3 separate regions of the Mus musculus genome follow, and regions 1 and 3 are each linked to region 2. The links are chromatin contacts, called in public Hi-C maps. All regions are on one chromosome and are shown on one strand. Each heading gives the region's core, a stretch centred on a gene start, on an enhancer-like site or on the middle of the called end of the contact. The rest is flanking DNA. Distances are from core to core; before and after follow the strand shown. Region 1 overlaps Elfn1 (leucine rich repeat and fibronectin type III, extracellular 1). Region 2 holds the start of Elfn1 (leucine rich repeat and fibronectin type III, extracellular 1). Region 3 has its middle 24 kb from the start of Gm38727.

The links. A called contact is a pair of places that touch in the nucleus more often than the background predicts.
Region 1: a Hi-C map of the N1E-115 cell line shows a contact between it and region 2, with 4 times the contacts expected there. The contact joins the enhancer-like site here to the promoter of Elfn1 in region 2. A contact is called at or near these places in 8 of 39 promoter capture datasets (the 3T3-L1 cell line, the C10 cell line, HPC-7-derived erythroid cells and 5 more), 19 of 484 Hi-C or Micro-C datasets (CD4 T cells, the N1E-115 cell line, the Patski cell line and 10 more) and 9 of 115 datasets of contacts at active chromatin or transcription factors (embryonic limb bud, embryonic midbrain, embryonic stem cells and 4 more).
Region 3: a contact with region 2 is called in a Hi-C map of rod photoreceptor, with 2.1 times the contacts expected there. The contact joins the enhancer-like site here to the promoter of Elfn1 in region 2. A contact is called at or near these places in 13 of 39 promoter capture datasets (the 3T3-L1 cell line, 3T3-L1-derived adipocytes, the C10 cell line and 9 more), 1 of 15 datasets of contacts at CTCF or cohesin (the NIH/3T3 cell line), 7 of 484 Hi-C or Micro-C datasets (embryonic stem cells, nephron progenitors, neural progenitor cells and 3 more), 4 of 115 datasets of contacts at active chromatin or transcription factors (double positive thymocytes and embryonic stem cells) and 1 of 9 other capture datasets (liver).

The regions. Positions count from the first base shown.
Region 1 is chr5:139,961,925-139,966,506 of GRCm38.p6, forward strand. The region is part of intron 1 of Elfn1 (leucine rich repeat and fibronectin type III, extracellular 1); the gene reads left to right. Among named protein-coding and RNA genes, the nearest start is that of Elfn1, 56 kb to the left of the region's middle. Within about 2 kb of position 2,662, at least 19 of the 459 cell types and tissues checked have an H3K27ac peak or open chromatin away from gene starts, as enhancers often do. A contact at or near this core is called in the N1E-115 cell line and rod photoreceptor, where this site is marked.
Region 2 is chr5:139,906,605-139,911,130 of GRCm38.p6, forward strand. Elfn1 (leucine rich repeat and fibronectin type III, extracellular 1) reads left to right here and starts at 1,262. Exons shown (of 2, transcript NM_001384186.1): 1 at 1,262-2,209.
Region 3 is chr5:139,858,722-139,863,142 of GRCm38.p6, forward strand. No RefSeq gene overlaps it. Among named protein-coding and RNA genes, the nearest start is that of Gm38727, 24 kb to the left of the region's middle. Within about 2 kb of position 2,065, at least 14 of the 459 cell types and tissues checked have an H3K27ac peak or open chromatin away from gene starts, as enhancers often do. A contact at or near this core is called in rod photoreceptor, where this site is marked.

The DNA.
Region 1 (4,582 bases), core at 1,412-3,911, 57 kb after region 2:
CTCAGGCTCCTGGGGTGACAGTTTGAACGCCCATGCTTCCTGGTGCTGCTGGGGTGGAAGTGGTGTGGCCTCTGTGAGATGCCTGGTAGCTATGGGAGCTCCTGAGGAGACAGGGCGTTCTGGTGGTGGCTGTAGTCGTAGACTCCGTCCCTCAGAAGCAGGGTGAGCCCCAGGCAGGAGGAGAGCTTTCCATTCACCTCCTCAGAACTCACAGTGTGGTGATGGCTCTCAGGACAAACGGAGTGTGGGCAGCTGTGGGTATGAGGGGAATGGTGTAGGAAGTGGGCTGTGGACTCTGTGAAGAGGTCATGGGCCCATATCTGGTGGAGGTGTGTCCCACAGAGGTCAGCTGGAGGCTCAGATACACACCGGTTCCTGCCACACACGTCTCAGTTCTGATACCCTCAGGATGGATTTTGTGTGTTTTCCTTCATTTCCCTAATTAATGTAATATTGGGGACTAATTGCTCATTAATTAACTCTGTGTGTGTGTGTGTGTGTGTGGTGTGGTTGTTTGCAGAGCCTGCATCTAGTGCCCTCCCCAGCCCCCCCACATCCTTTTTGAAACAGGGTCTCTCACTGAATTTGGAGCACTCTGATCCATCTAGACTGTGCAGCACAGTGCCAGGATCCCCCTGTCTCCACCTCTGCAGGACCAGGATTGCATGCACTGTGAGGTCTAGCTTTCATGTGGAACTGGGGATTGAACTCGGGTCCTCACGCGTGCACAGAAGAACCTTATCCGCTGGTCCTTCTCCTCGGCATCCCTTGGGTGGGCTTTTAGTTCCCGGATAACTGTAACATCTGAAGGCTAGAGGCTCATCTACGACCTCAGCTCAGAGTGATGCTTCCAGATCTTTTTTTTTTTTTTAAATAAAAAATATCGTATTTACTCAGAATGTCAACAAAACAGCCACAATTTTTTTTTTTTTTGCAATTACAGAGTGGTATTCAGTTAACAGAACAACAATTATCTTTGTATAAGCTGCATCAGAGACAACTGAAGATGAAAAAAATAAAACCCAAAAATAAAACCAAAAGAAAAACAAAAACAAAAACCAAACGGTCCCCATAGATAACTAATTTGTGCTGTGCACCAACAAGAACCTGCTTTAAATTTCCATGCCAATTCACAACCCCCAGACTGTACCAGGCAAGGTTAGTGGCTATTGAAAATACCACCAGGACAGGGCTATCTAAAGACACATTCAGCAGTGTGTTAACTATATAAAAAAAAGACACTGTACAGTTTAGAAACAAATCTTACACAGCCTTACATTTCTTTTTCTTTTTTCTTTAAAAGGAGTGAGTTGTGTACAGGGGGGTTAAATGCTTTATAGACAAGAAAAAAACTGCGCTAGAACCAACTTATTCATCATCTTCTTCTTCATCTTCGTTTCCTCTTCTTCCTCCTCTTCCTCTTCCTCCTCCTCATCTTCCTCTTCCTTTTCTTGCTCTTTTCAGCCTTGACCACCCCCTTTTTCGCTGCATCAGGTTTTCCTTTAGCTCTGTAGGCAGCAATATCCTTCTCGTACTTCTCCTTCAGCTTGGCAGCCTTCTTCTCACAGGGCTGCTTGTCATCCGATGCAGTGTTGTTCCACATCTCTCCTAGTTTCTTTGCAACATCACCGATGGATAAGCCAGGATGCTCACCTTTGATTTGGGGGCGGTACTCAGAACAGAACAAGAAGAAGGCTGAGAGAGGCCTCTTGGGTGCACTGGGGTCCTTGAACTTCTTTTTGGTCTCCCTTTTGGGGGGGATGTAGGTTTTCATTTCTCTTTCACAACGAGCCTTGTCAGCCTTTGCCATATCTTCAAATCTCCCCTTGTCTTTAGCAGACATGGTCTCCAGATCTTTAGTGCATGAAAAATTGCCAAGGGGCTGAGGGCACAAGGGTCAGCGTGACCTGGTGAGTAGCTTGTGGATGGTCACTGTGTCTGTACCCAGGCCTGGGTGGTAGACTACAGTGAGATCTGGCCCACGTTGTCTTTGGGTACCAGCCAGCCTCCTACAGTATAATTCCTGGCCCTTCCACCAGGTCAATAGCAAGCCCCCAAATAGGATCAGAGTTCTTGAGGTCAGGAGAATCAGAAAGGGGCTTTCTGGAACTCAGGGGCTCTCAGAGGTCAGCAGAACTCTAGTAGAGAACAGCAGACCTCAAACCAGCCTTCTCTCAAAACAACTGGAAAGATTCAGGTCAGACTAAAGATAGAACCTCCTGGCTGCCAGAGTTATGGGGGGTGTGATGGGACACCCAGGCCCATGGTTGCTTTTAAATGAGTCTCTCTGTCTGATGATGGGGACCGTGGCAGAGTTCCTGGAGAGGGTCACACACTGTCTGTCATCTTCAGGGACCAGCCTGGCACCCTCCTCCAAAGATGCCTGCCAGCGCTTGAACAGGGAGCCTTTGCGGACTGATTTCTCCCTCCAATGGTGCAATACATCATCTTTTTTAATTTAAAAAGATGCCCGGTGGAAGCTTCAGAGACCATTAAGTGTTTGGGTCCCTAATTAACTTCAGAGCAGCCTGGAGCAGCAAAGGGAGGGAGGAAGGGAGGGCCACAGGGAGTGATCGGGGCCCCAGCTCTAGTTGGGAAGGAAACCGCAAACTAGGCTCTGCTCCCTGCATCTCCAGGCTGGGGCCTCTCGGGGGATGTTGGCTGCCTTATGCATCTGGCTCCAGCTCCACAGTCCCCTGTGGAAGTTTGGAGTGAGTCAGGAGACTACTTATCTGCAAATTGCCTGCCGAAGTCTTTTGCTGGTCACTGGTTCCTGGCTGGCTTTCCCTCTCTGAGCTTCTCCTTCTCCCTCTCCCTTCCTCCCTTCCCTCCATCCCCACCCTCTGTCTGGATGGCTTTGGCATCCAGTAGATGCTCAATAAATGTAGATGGGGCAGGGAGCTGTCCTGGCTATGTGTTTGCAGAGTGTTCCTGCTCTGAGTAGATGGGTCAAGACCAGAGGTTCTCCCGAAAGGTCATCTGACATTAGACAGTCTCCCTGTCATCTTGACCCTCCTTAGTGATCTCTGAGCTCTCATAGGGAGGAGCATAGCATGGGCAAGTATATTGTCTCCAGTCCCTGGCCAATCGGAGGACAGGGTGTGCCCCACCTGACCCTGTGACCAAGCCCAAGGATCCAGACTGCTGATTTAGCCATTTTTAACTCCTGGCCAGGCTGAACTTGAACTGGTGACAGGGGAAGGGGGAAGGGATGCTGGGTGTATAGGCAAGGCCCAGGCAGCCTTTGTGGGCTAGAGTGGTCCCTGGGCCTTTCCTATCTCTCCACCCACACTGCTGTACAAGGTCTCTCTCCACTGCCTCCTTAGATTAAGGAGGGTCTAGAAAACTGTCCAGAAAGAGCAGAGAAAACGCCCTGTACAAACGTCCTAGAAACCTTAAATAACAAGGCGCAGGCTTCCTTATCATCACCCCAGGAGGGAGGGCCAAGCTCATCTCCACTTGACAGAGTGGGAAGGTGAATGAAGCTCAGAGAGGGTCATTAAGTTTCCCAAGGTCACCCAGTCAGAGCTTAGCCAGACCAACCTTAGCGCGTCAACCCGAGCAGAGGAGCAAGGGAGCAGGCTGGCCCCTGTCTGCTCTTGGCCAGGCTGGGTCCGTGCAGCCTCAGCCTCCCAGGCCTGCCCATCATAGCCCGCGGGCTCTGCCGCAGAGCGTTGCCGGACAGTTCTGGCTGGAGCCCTGCTGCAGAGGCAGGCGGGCACTAGCAGTAAACATGATCTATTGGCAAAACATTGGGACAGTGAAAAGTTATCGATCGATAGCTTTCCACCCATCTTTATGCGTCCCCGCCCTGGCCCTCGGCCCGGGCTGCCCCTGGGGGTGCAGGATGCGGAAGCAAGTCCACTCCACTTGGCTCGGATCCAGCTCTGGCCTGGCTGCATTTCTGGCTCCATGATTGAAGATGGGGCCCATATTTTTAGACACACGTGATCAGTCCTATTCGTCCGCCATGATTATACAAATCAGACCATAAGAAGTTTAAAAACCTGGAACACCACACTGAAATTCATCATCAGTGAAGGGCTGTGGGGTTGGGACAACATTACAAACACAGTTCAGTCTGTCATCCCCACCGTGTCGTGGGCTAAAGAGGTCCTGTGTGCGTATGTGTGTGTATGCATGTGTGTGTGTGTGCATGGTTGTGTGTGTATGTGTGTGTATGCATTGTGTATGTGCATGGTTGTGTGCGTGTGTGTCTCTGTGTGTATGTATGTCTCTGTGTGTGTGTGCATGCATCTGTGTGTGTCTGTCTGTCTGTCTGTGTGTATGCGCATGTGTGTGTGTGTGTGTGTGTGTGTGTGTGTGTGTGTGTGTGCATGTGTTCAACAGTCATTCCCGGACACCAGGCTCTGGCCCTTTCACTGTATGAATAACCCTGCAGGTACCCAAAGAGACTCAGATGGAAAAACAGGCCTGGGTTTAGAAATGAGAGGCTTGGCTTGACTCCTCACTCTCAGTTTCTCTGGCCCCTGACTACACCTTTGTTGTAAGAGGAGAGAAGTGGCGAGGAGCAGAGAGGGGAAGAACTGGACAGGAACTAAAGCCACACGTCCCACCTCTT
Region 2 (4,526 bases), core at 12-2,511:
GCCCGTTAGGTGTGAACCTGCTCTGCAAACGTGTGGGTGCAACATACATAGTGTCCACCCTGGGTCATGTACACATGCCTGCTAGTGACATGGCTCAGGAGAATGGGAGAGGAAGGGAGGAATGGGGGCGGGGCGGGAGATGAGAGAACCAGGAGAAAGCTCTGGCCTCATCCCCGTGGCTCTGGCCAGGGGTTAGCTTGTGGCCTTCCCAGCTTGAGGGGTGCCTGGCTTGTTTTTTGTTTTTTGTTTTTTTGAAGGGCCCGGCAAAAGCTACCCTAAAAGCAGGCTTTGGAGCCTTCAGTCCCGGCTGGATTCTCTTGAGGTCTGAGCAAGGGTAGACCCACAGCTCTGTCCTTGACCACCATGCTCTGTGTCTAAGAATCCACCGGAAAGACGATAGAGCCTCCTCTACCCTCAGTCCCTAACTGGAATCTCACTCCTCAGGGTTCCAAAGGAAAAATGGGGCTGGGGAAAGCCTAGGATCGGCCAAGTGTGGGCTGCCTGCCGGTGCTGCAGGCTGGATCTAGTCGAGTCGCAGGACAGGCCACAGGACCCGAGCTCGGGAAGCTCCTGGTCCTCTGGCCGCGCTACTCCAAGGTTCAGGCTATTCCCATGCTGGTCCCTGGTGGTCTGGCAACCCAAGGGACAAGTCCCCGCCCCCAGCCTCTCCTCGCCCCTTACTATGTATACTTGGCTGCACTCTGCGGCTCCAGTCCCCTTCGTTGGCATTGTGTCCCGAAGCCTGGCTCTTGAGAGTGCTCCAGCTCGGAGGAGGCGTCCAAAAAGGGTTGCACCCACTCTGCCCAAAGGGGGGTCCTTCAGCTCCGCAAGCGCACGGAGGCTCGAAAGCTGTGCGCAAGGCCTTAGCCCGGCGAGGGCGCTCTTGAACTTGATTTTGATTTTCAACCCAAGGCCAAAGCTACCGCCTGGGGAAGGGGCGCGGTAGGGAATGGGATACCAGCGGGCTCAGTCAGTGTTCCTGGAACCATGGGGGTGGGGGGTGGGGGTGGGTGGGAGGGTGGACAGCCCCAGAGGGATGACTTGGATCCCCGGAAAGCACACATTAACTCCCCCCCCCCACACACACAGAGGCTAGTGGGAGGGGAATCCACTACTCGGAACCTTCCGGGAATGGGAAGGTGCCAGGCTGATCTCACGCCTCCCGGCCTCTCAGCCCAAGGGGGTGGTGACATACAATGCAGAGAGGAGGGACTGTGAAGGGGGTCGGTGACCTTAGGAGAGAGCAAGTCCCTGGTGGGAAGAGAGAATGTTGCATCTCGGAGGGCCTGACAACCTTGTACCATCTCTGATTCTCCCCTCCCCGCCGCCCGCCCCGTGAAACAATCGTCCCTGCGGGTGGAGCTGTGACACGCGCGCTTACATAGGGTCTGACTTCGGGGTCAACTTCTACATGGCTTCCTGCGGGTGCGTGTGTGTGCACAGGCGTGACTGTACGCGCGTGCACATCTCTGCCTCTCGTACCCACCTCCCATCGCCACGAAGGGTCCCAACCCCATGACACTCGGGGACTTGGGCTCCACGGCTCTTAGCTCAGTGGCCTGGGACGCGGGCAGGGGACGCAGGCAAAGCCAGGAAAAGGAGGCGAGGCTGTGTTGCGGCGTCCTGAGATGTCCCCCCGGCTCCAGCCAACTTCCCCTCAGGGAGCCTTGATCCCCTCCCGGGGCAACCTATGGACGTGCAGCGGCCCCCGCCCCTGCTCCGGTCCCCTCCCCGCGCGGCTCCCACGTCCGACCTGCCTCGCGCTCACAAAATGAACCACCGCCTCGCGTCGCCGCGGCCGCTGCCGCCGCGCCCGCTCCCGAGCTCGAGAGCCGGAGCCGCCCGGCCCCTTCGGCGTCGCCGGCGCCGCGGCCGCCCCGCCTGCCCGGCCGGTCCGGGGCTGCTCCGATCGCGCGGTCCCCGGCTCTTGACGCAGTGAGCGCCGCAGCCCGGCTCCCGCAGGCTCCTCTCCGCTCCCGGCGAGAGGCCGATCCTCAAGCCCGGCGGGCTCCGGGAGGGGCGGGCAACGCGGGAGGGGGAGGAGGTCTGTCTGGAGCCAGCAAGAACCCCGAGGAGGAAGAGGAGGAGGAAGCAGGGGCAGCCGCCGCCGCCGCCGCCACCGCCACCGCGGCGCTCCGGGGACTTCGGCGCGCGTGCTCTGCTAGCCGGTGATCGAGCCTTCAACCCTGGGGGCCACAACCCCGTTCAGGTAGGAAGGGGTGTGCAGCGAGTGGTGGTCCCCTCTGCCGCAGACGTGGGGTCCACAGGTCCCCGCCCCTGGAGGGGGAGGGGCAGGAAGGATACGCTCTCGCCGGCTTCCCGGGTGGCGCGGGAGTCCCCAACGGCTCCCGCAGCCCTGGTTGCCCCTATCGCCTCAGTCCCCCTCGCCGTGTCCTGGCCGTCCGCACCTGGACCGAGTCCCCTCTTCACCCGGGGGGTTTCAGATGCAGCGCGTTTAGTCTGAGGCTCCAGGGCGCCCTCCACTCAGCCGCCTTCCCAAAACCCGAAGTTCTCGATCGCCGATCTCTGGCTGGACAAACTTCCCTCCCGACTCCGCCGATCGGAGCGCCTGGGCTTGGGTCCCCTGCCCCCACCTCGGATTAGGAAGCACCACCGAGGACCCGAAACTTTGCTGAGCGTGCTGCCTAGGCCGTGGTGGGGTCGGTCTGCTGTAGGGTGCATGGGACGGCCTTAGTGCCCCAAGTTGGCCCAGAAGCTGCCCCCCCCCAGTCCGAATACCTCCACTCGTAGTTCAAAGAGGAGAAAAAGTGGGTGGTGGGACCTCGCCTTCGTTCTGCACACTGGTCTCCAGGCGCTGGAGCCGTGGGGAGGGTAATGTAAGACCCGCACCCCCACCCCAGCCGGGTGCCGGGGCTCTGTCCAGCTCCCTGGAAGGAACTGGCTTCTAGTTATTAACAGGCGCCTTTGACAAGAGCCTGTAGGGACTGGGAAAACCACTGGCTGCGAGGTGCTTCCAGACCCCAGCCAGAGACTGACCCTCCTCAGTTTTCATGGGTCCCATTCCGTCGCCTGCCCTCCCCTTTTCTTCTACTCATTCCCCTCAGACTTTGAGGTGTCACCTCCCACTCCCCTAACTTTTTCTCTTCCCAGATAAGCCTGCTCTGAACTGTGACTACCTGGGGTCATGAGCCCAGGTCGATGTCTCAACATCCAAACATCCTTTCTGCACCCCCATCCCACCCCCATACACACAAGGGGATGGGAGTGAAATCTCCCGGGCCAGCCTGCTAGGCATGAACGGGATCATCCCCAGCCAGTTTCGAGTCCTTGCGACCCATCGCCCACGCATGACACATTCACCAGCAGCTGCCTAGGGGCTGTGGTGAGCAGACAAGCTCTCTCTATGGAGAGCTTGCGAAGATCCCAGAAGGGTTTGGAGGTGAAGTGCTCTGTTCCCTGTGAGGGAAGAAGCCAGTGTCTTCTTGCCCCACCCCCCAGTGTCTCCTTCCTACACCCTGAGGTATCTGGAGGATTCCGTGCCCTCTCTCCACCTCACCCCAAGGCTCAGGTCAGAGTCTGAGTGGTCACTAGTATTTGGGGAACAGGGGGAGTTGGGCACTTCTTCCTGTCTGGGATAGAAGGTTGCAGAAGCCACTCTCCGAACAGCTGGGAGAATCTTTGTCCCAAGGGTGCTGGGGCCCCGCCCCCTTCGGGTTCTTTGCTTCCGAGCCCGCTTCAGCAACCTCAGAGTGTGGAGAGCTGAGGTGGCGCATCTTTTCCGCTTCTCTGGGTCTGGGGAGAGCAGGGGGCGTGGAACACAGTGATGGGTCCCTGACAGATGTCCTCGCGTGGCGGCGCCGGCGTCTCTGTGATAGAATTAATGGCTTACAAGCAAACGGCCCGATCTGTCCGGCTCGGGGGAGGGGCGGCCCCAAGGGACTCCCGGATTTTGGTTACAACCAGCTGAGCAGCTGGAAGATTGGGGGATGTGACCTGGAGGGTCTGAATGACCCTCTACTAGTCAACCCTAATTTTCGGTCTTGCCACCCCGACAACTGGGTACTCCAACATTGGATGTCCTGGGGACCCTTCCACCGGAAGAACTACCGGTGTTTTCCCTCTTGGAAAACCTCCTAGAACCTTCCACCCCCTCCTGCAGACAGCTGACCCTGGGAAGCCACAAACTTACCTTGAGGGTGGGGTTGTACTGGTCAAGGGCGCTCTGGGAACCTGGACCTCGGTTTGCTTATTCTTTGTGGAAGGGGTCAGAGGAGCAAAATCCAGACTAGTGAACCTAGGGGGACTGTACTACCACAATGCTTAGTACACAAACCACGGTAATCCCAGATCTCAGATGATTACCAGACCTGTAGCAATGGTAGGGGAACCAGGCCAAGGGGAAACCTAGAGATATGGGGAGTCAGACCCCTGCCTTTGAGTTTGCTTTCAGAGACTGATGGTAGGGGCTGCTGGCCCCTCTTATTCCCTGTCCCCACCCTTACACAGAACTGACCAGACTCAGAATAGGAGAGTACAGGCATAATCTTGTCCCTGGAGATCAGCTG
Region 3 (4,421 bases), core at 815-3,314, 47 kb before region 2:
GATGCTCAAACTATCCAATATTGCCTGAGTAAATTAGAAGAATAAAATCAGATTTATCCTCAGCAAAGTTGAGGCAATTTTAATGGAACAAAGGAGTCTGAGTAGAAACAGAAGAAATTTGAAACAACATTGGCATGAAGGGGGCTGGAGGTAGCTCGCATGCCAGCCTGAGGCATTGGAGTGAGCAGTCCAGTCAGTCAGCGCTCTAGCAGAGCTACTGTACCCTCTTGCTTGAGGCCCTGTGGCAAGAGACAGGAGCCTTTGGCCTTGTTTGGCCCTTGGTAGTCATGGGTAGTAGGGGCTGGGCTTCAGGTCCCAAGAGATACCAAAGATATACAGGCTTTTAAACACACATAAAAGAGATACTCAGACATACAGGCTTGGCATAGCATGTACATCCGCTTCATCTTCAGCGCTTACTGCATGCCCACTGCATGCTCACTGCACACTCACTGTGGCCCACTGCAAACCACTGCAGCCCACTGCATGCCCACTACACACCCACTGCATGCTCACTGCAGCCCACTGTAAGCTCACTACAGCCCACTGCACTCCCACTGCACATCCACTGCATGCCAACTACATGCTCACTGCATGCCCACTGCATGCCCAAAACACTTTATAATTGATTTTTAAAAGGGGGCTGGAGAGGTGTCTCCATCCAGCGTAGGGATCAGGTTTGATCTTCATCATAGGCTTAAAAGGCCAGGTATGGTGGCCCACACTTGCAAGACCCCCACTGAAGAGACAAGTGGATCTCTGGTGTTCCCTGGACATCTAGTGTAGCCAAATCTGTGAGCCTTGGGTGCCAATGACAAGGATTTTCTTAAAAACAATGTTGATCCACTGAGAAATGGGTCAGTGGGAAAAAGAGTTTGGGAATTAATACCAGTGATCTGAGTTTGATCCCCCCAATGGCATATATGGCATATTTATGGAAGGAGAGGGCCAGTTCCACGAGGTTGTCCTCTGACGTCTCACATGTACACCGTGGCACATGCATATCCCATCCCTCCTCCTCTCTACCTCTCTCTGAGACATACACTAAACAAGTAGGGATGGCTCCTGAGGAACAACATCCAAGGTTGACCTCTGGGCTTCACTCTACACCTGTACACACCCAGCTGCACACACATGAACGTGTGAACACACATAAAAGTGTGTATGCAACAATGTCGATGTGGGGCTGGAGAGATAGCTCAGTGGTTAAGAGCACTGACTGCTCTTCCAGAGGTCCTGAGTTCAAATCCCAGCAACCACATGGTGGCTCACAACCATCTGTAATGGGATCTGATGCCCTCTTCTGATGTGTCTGAAGACAGCGACAATGTATTCATATACATTTTTTAAAAAAAAGTGATGTGAACAATTAGAGGCTGTGTCAGGGTTTCTGGATCATACTGTAGGGACACACAAGGGCTCCCGGAAGAATCCCTGGGCTGGGTTGTCCCTTGGTTCTGGACAATGTAGCTCAGTGGTTCTTAACCTTCCCGATGTTGGCACCCTTTATAGTCTCTCATGTTTCGGTAACTTCCAACCATAAAATTATTTTCCTTGCTACCTCATAACTGTAATTTTGCCACTGTTATGAATCCTAAGGTAAATATCTGATATGCAGGATATCTGATAGGTGCCCCCTGTGAAAGGGCTTGTGAGCCACAGGTTGAGAACTGCTGATGTAGTTGGCCTTTCAGGGCTTGTGGTGGGCAGCTCCGCACTCCCTAGCAGGAGACCTTTGTCTTCCTGTAGGACTGACCACACAAAGAATGCTGCCTGCCAATGAGCCTGAGTCCCAGCTGGAAAAGTGAATGCTTTAATGACAGAGGGAGGGAGGGAGGGGAAAAGGAGGGGAAGGAAAGGAGGGGAAGAAGTGAAAAAGAGGAAGTGGGAAGGAAGAGAGGAGGAGGGGAGTCCTTATCCACGAACAGAACCATTTTTTCCAGGGTGGGGCATACAAGGTCTGGGTCTCTCATCACCCACACAGAGAGTTGCAGTGGATGGAGCTGGCTGAGGAGACCTAGCGGTGAGGTGGAGTGGGTAGCTGAGCCCAGGGCTCCGGGAGGGACAGAGCGGGAGGATGGGTCTTCACAGAGCAGCACAGCAGCATTAATGACAGTCTGGTGTCAGCCAGGCCCCACAGCTCTCCCCACACTGGCATCTCCAGCGGCCCCATGCCAATTAAAGATGAGTCGAGCATAGCTTTCGTTAGCTTCCAAATCGTCAAGAAGCCAATTAGAGGCGCCTTAGATCCACTTGACCGCGTCTGCCGATTGCCAGCCTAGGGGGACTGCTGAGGCGGGGTGGCCCAGCCAGGCTGGGGCTGTACTAAATTGGCCTGAGAAACTGGATTCAGGCATCACTCTGCCTTCTGGCGTCTCCAGTGTGGTCCCAGGTTTGAGGTACCTTCCTCCTGGAGTGGGATGGGCTAGCTTAGGGAGAGGTCCCTGAGAGGCAGTTCTGAATGCCCTATGCCAGGGTTGGCAGTCAGGTCAAGTTTATAGCAGGAGAAACGGGGGACCATGGAGGATAAGACCATTGTGTCACCGAAAGACTCTGTAGAGGACACCTCTAATCTAAGTGGCTTCTTATCTATCTAGATGTTTGTTTTGCCTTTTTGAGACAGGTTGGACTTGAATCTATTGTGTTTTAGCCCAAGCTGGCCCTGAACTCATGGCATCCTTCTGGCTCAGCTTTTCCCAGTGTCGAGATTACAGGAATATACCATCATACATATTCCTCAAGAGACGCTCTAATTCTTCAACAGCAAAGACTGTGAAAGTACCCTGCTGTCACAGGTCCTAGAAGGAAAACGGTGCCCAGTTAGACTTGCTGAGGTAAGAAGGAGTTTCCTGGAGAACTGCACATACCAGGGGCCTGGGACACATGATGGCTTCACTGCATACCTGTGACTCTTTTTTTTTTTTTTAAAGATTTATTTATTATTATATGTAAGTACATTGTAGCTGTCTTCAGACACACCAGAAGAGGGAGTCAGATCTTGTTACGGATGGTTGTGAGCCACCATGTGGTTGCTGGGATTTGAACTCTGGACCTTTGGAAGAGCAGTCGGGTGCTCTTAGCCACTAAGCCATCTCACCAGCCCATACCTGTGACTCTTAGCACACGCAGTTCCATTAGGAACAACTTCTTTGGGGATGGGGTGAAAGCTGCAGAGACAGGGCCCTTCAGAGCTCAGAGCTTCAGGTTACCTGGGGAAGGTCTTGCTTCCACTGGAAAAACCAGCCTGGAAAGTTCTGTGGTTGGTGGATGGCTGGGTGCTCAGTGGAGTCACAAGTGACAGATCTGAGCACTTAGAGACAGGAGCCAAGATGGTGGCCAGTGCCGGGAACCACACTCCAGGGAGGCAGGGGCTGAAGGAGCTTGGTCTGAGACTGTCCCAAAACATGTAGTGAGATCTGGGGGCTGCAGACATGACTCAGTCCATGAGGTGTTTGCCATATAAGCACAAGGACCGAGCTCCACCCACAGAACTCGTGTAAGACGTGGGCTATAGTGGTCATGCATAGTTGTGACCCAGGGATGGGGAGGCAGACACAGGAGAAACCACTGAAACTCATCTAGCAGAATCAGTGAGTTTCAAGGCAGTGGACACCCTGTTTTGAAAGAAATGGTACATCTTGCTTGAGGAACAGTGCCGGAGATTGTCCTCTGGCTCCACACATACATAACTCTCTCTCTCTCTCTCTCTCTCTCTCTCTCTCTCTCTCTCTCTCACACACACACACACACACACACACACCCCATATACATATGCACATACACAACATATATATATATATACCACACACATATAACACACATGCCACATACATAAAGCACATACACATACACATATCACATACAGATGCATACACATATGTACACACATACTACATAAAAATAAATAGAATAAATAGCTCTCATACATACACATGCTATGTACAGAAAACACACACATAATACATATACAACACACCTGACATACACATTCTACATTCTTACAACATACACATCACATACAATTGGCGCATATATGTTACATACATACATACATACATACATACATACAACACACACACCAAGGCAAACTGGGTTACATGAGATTCTGTTTCAAAAAACAAAAAACAAACAAACAAAAACGAATGAAAGAACGAACTTGGTGGTTAGTTGCTTTCTATCCAGTATTCCTCAGCCTGGGCTATGTGCCAGGCACCGCCCCATTCCTAGACAGACAGCTCATGCCAGGAAGCCAGAAACAAAGGGCGTCCCAATGTAGCTGGGAACTCTGAAGCTAAGGTCCCACTGTGCTCTAATTGTGGTGGAGGGGCATCTGTCCACTTGGGCCCCTGTAACAAAAACCTGCAAACAGGAAAATTTATCCATGGGAGACTGTGGTTTCTCACACTTCTGTGGGGTAGAAG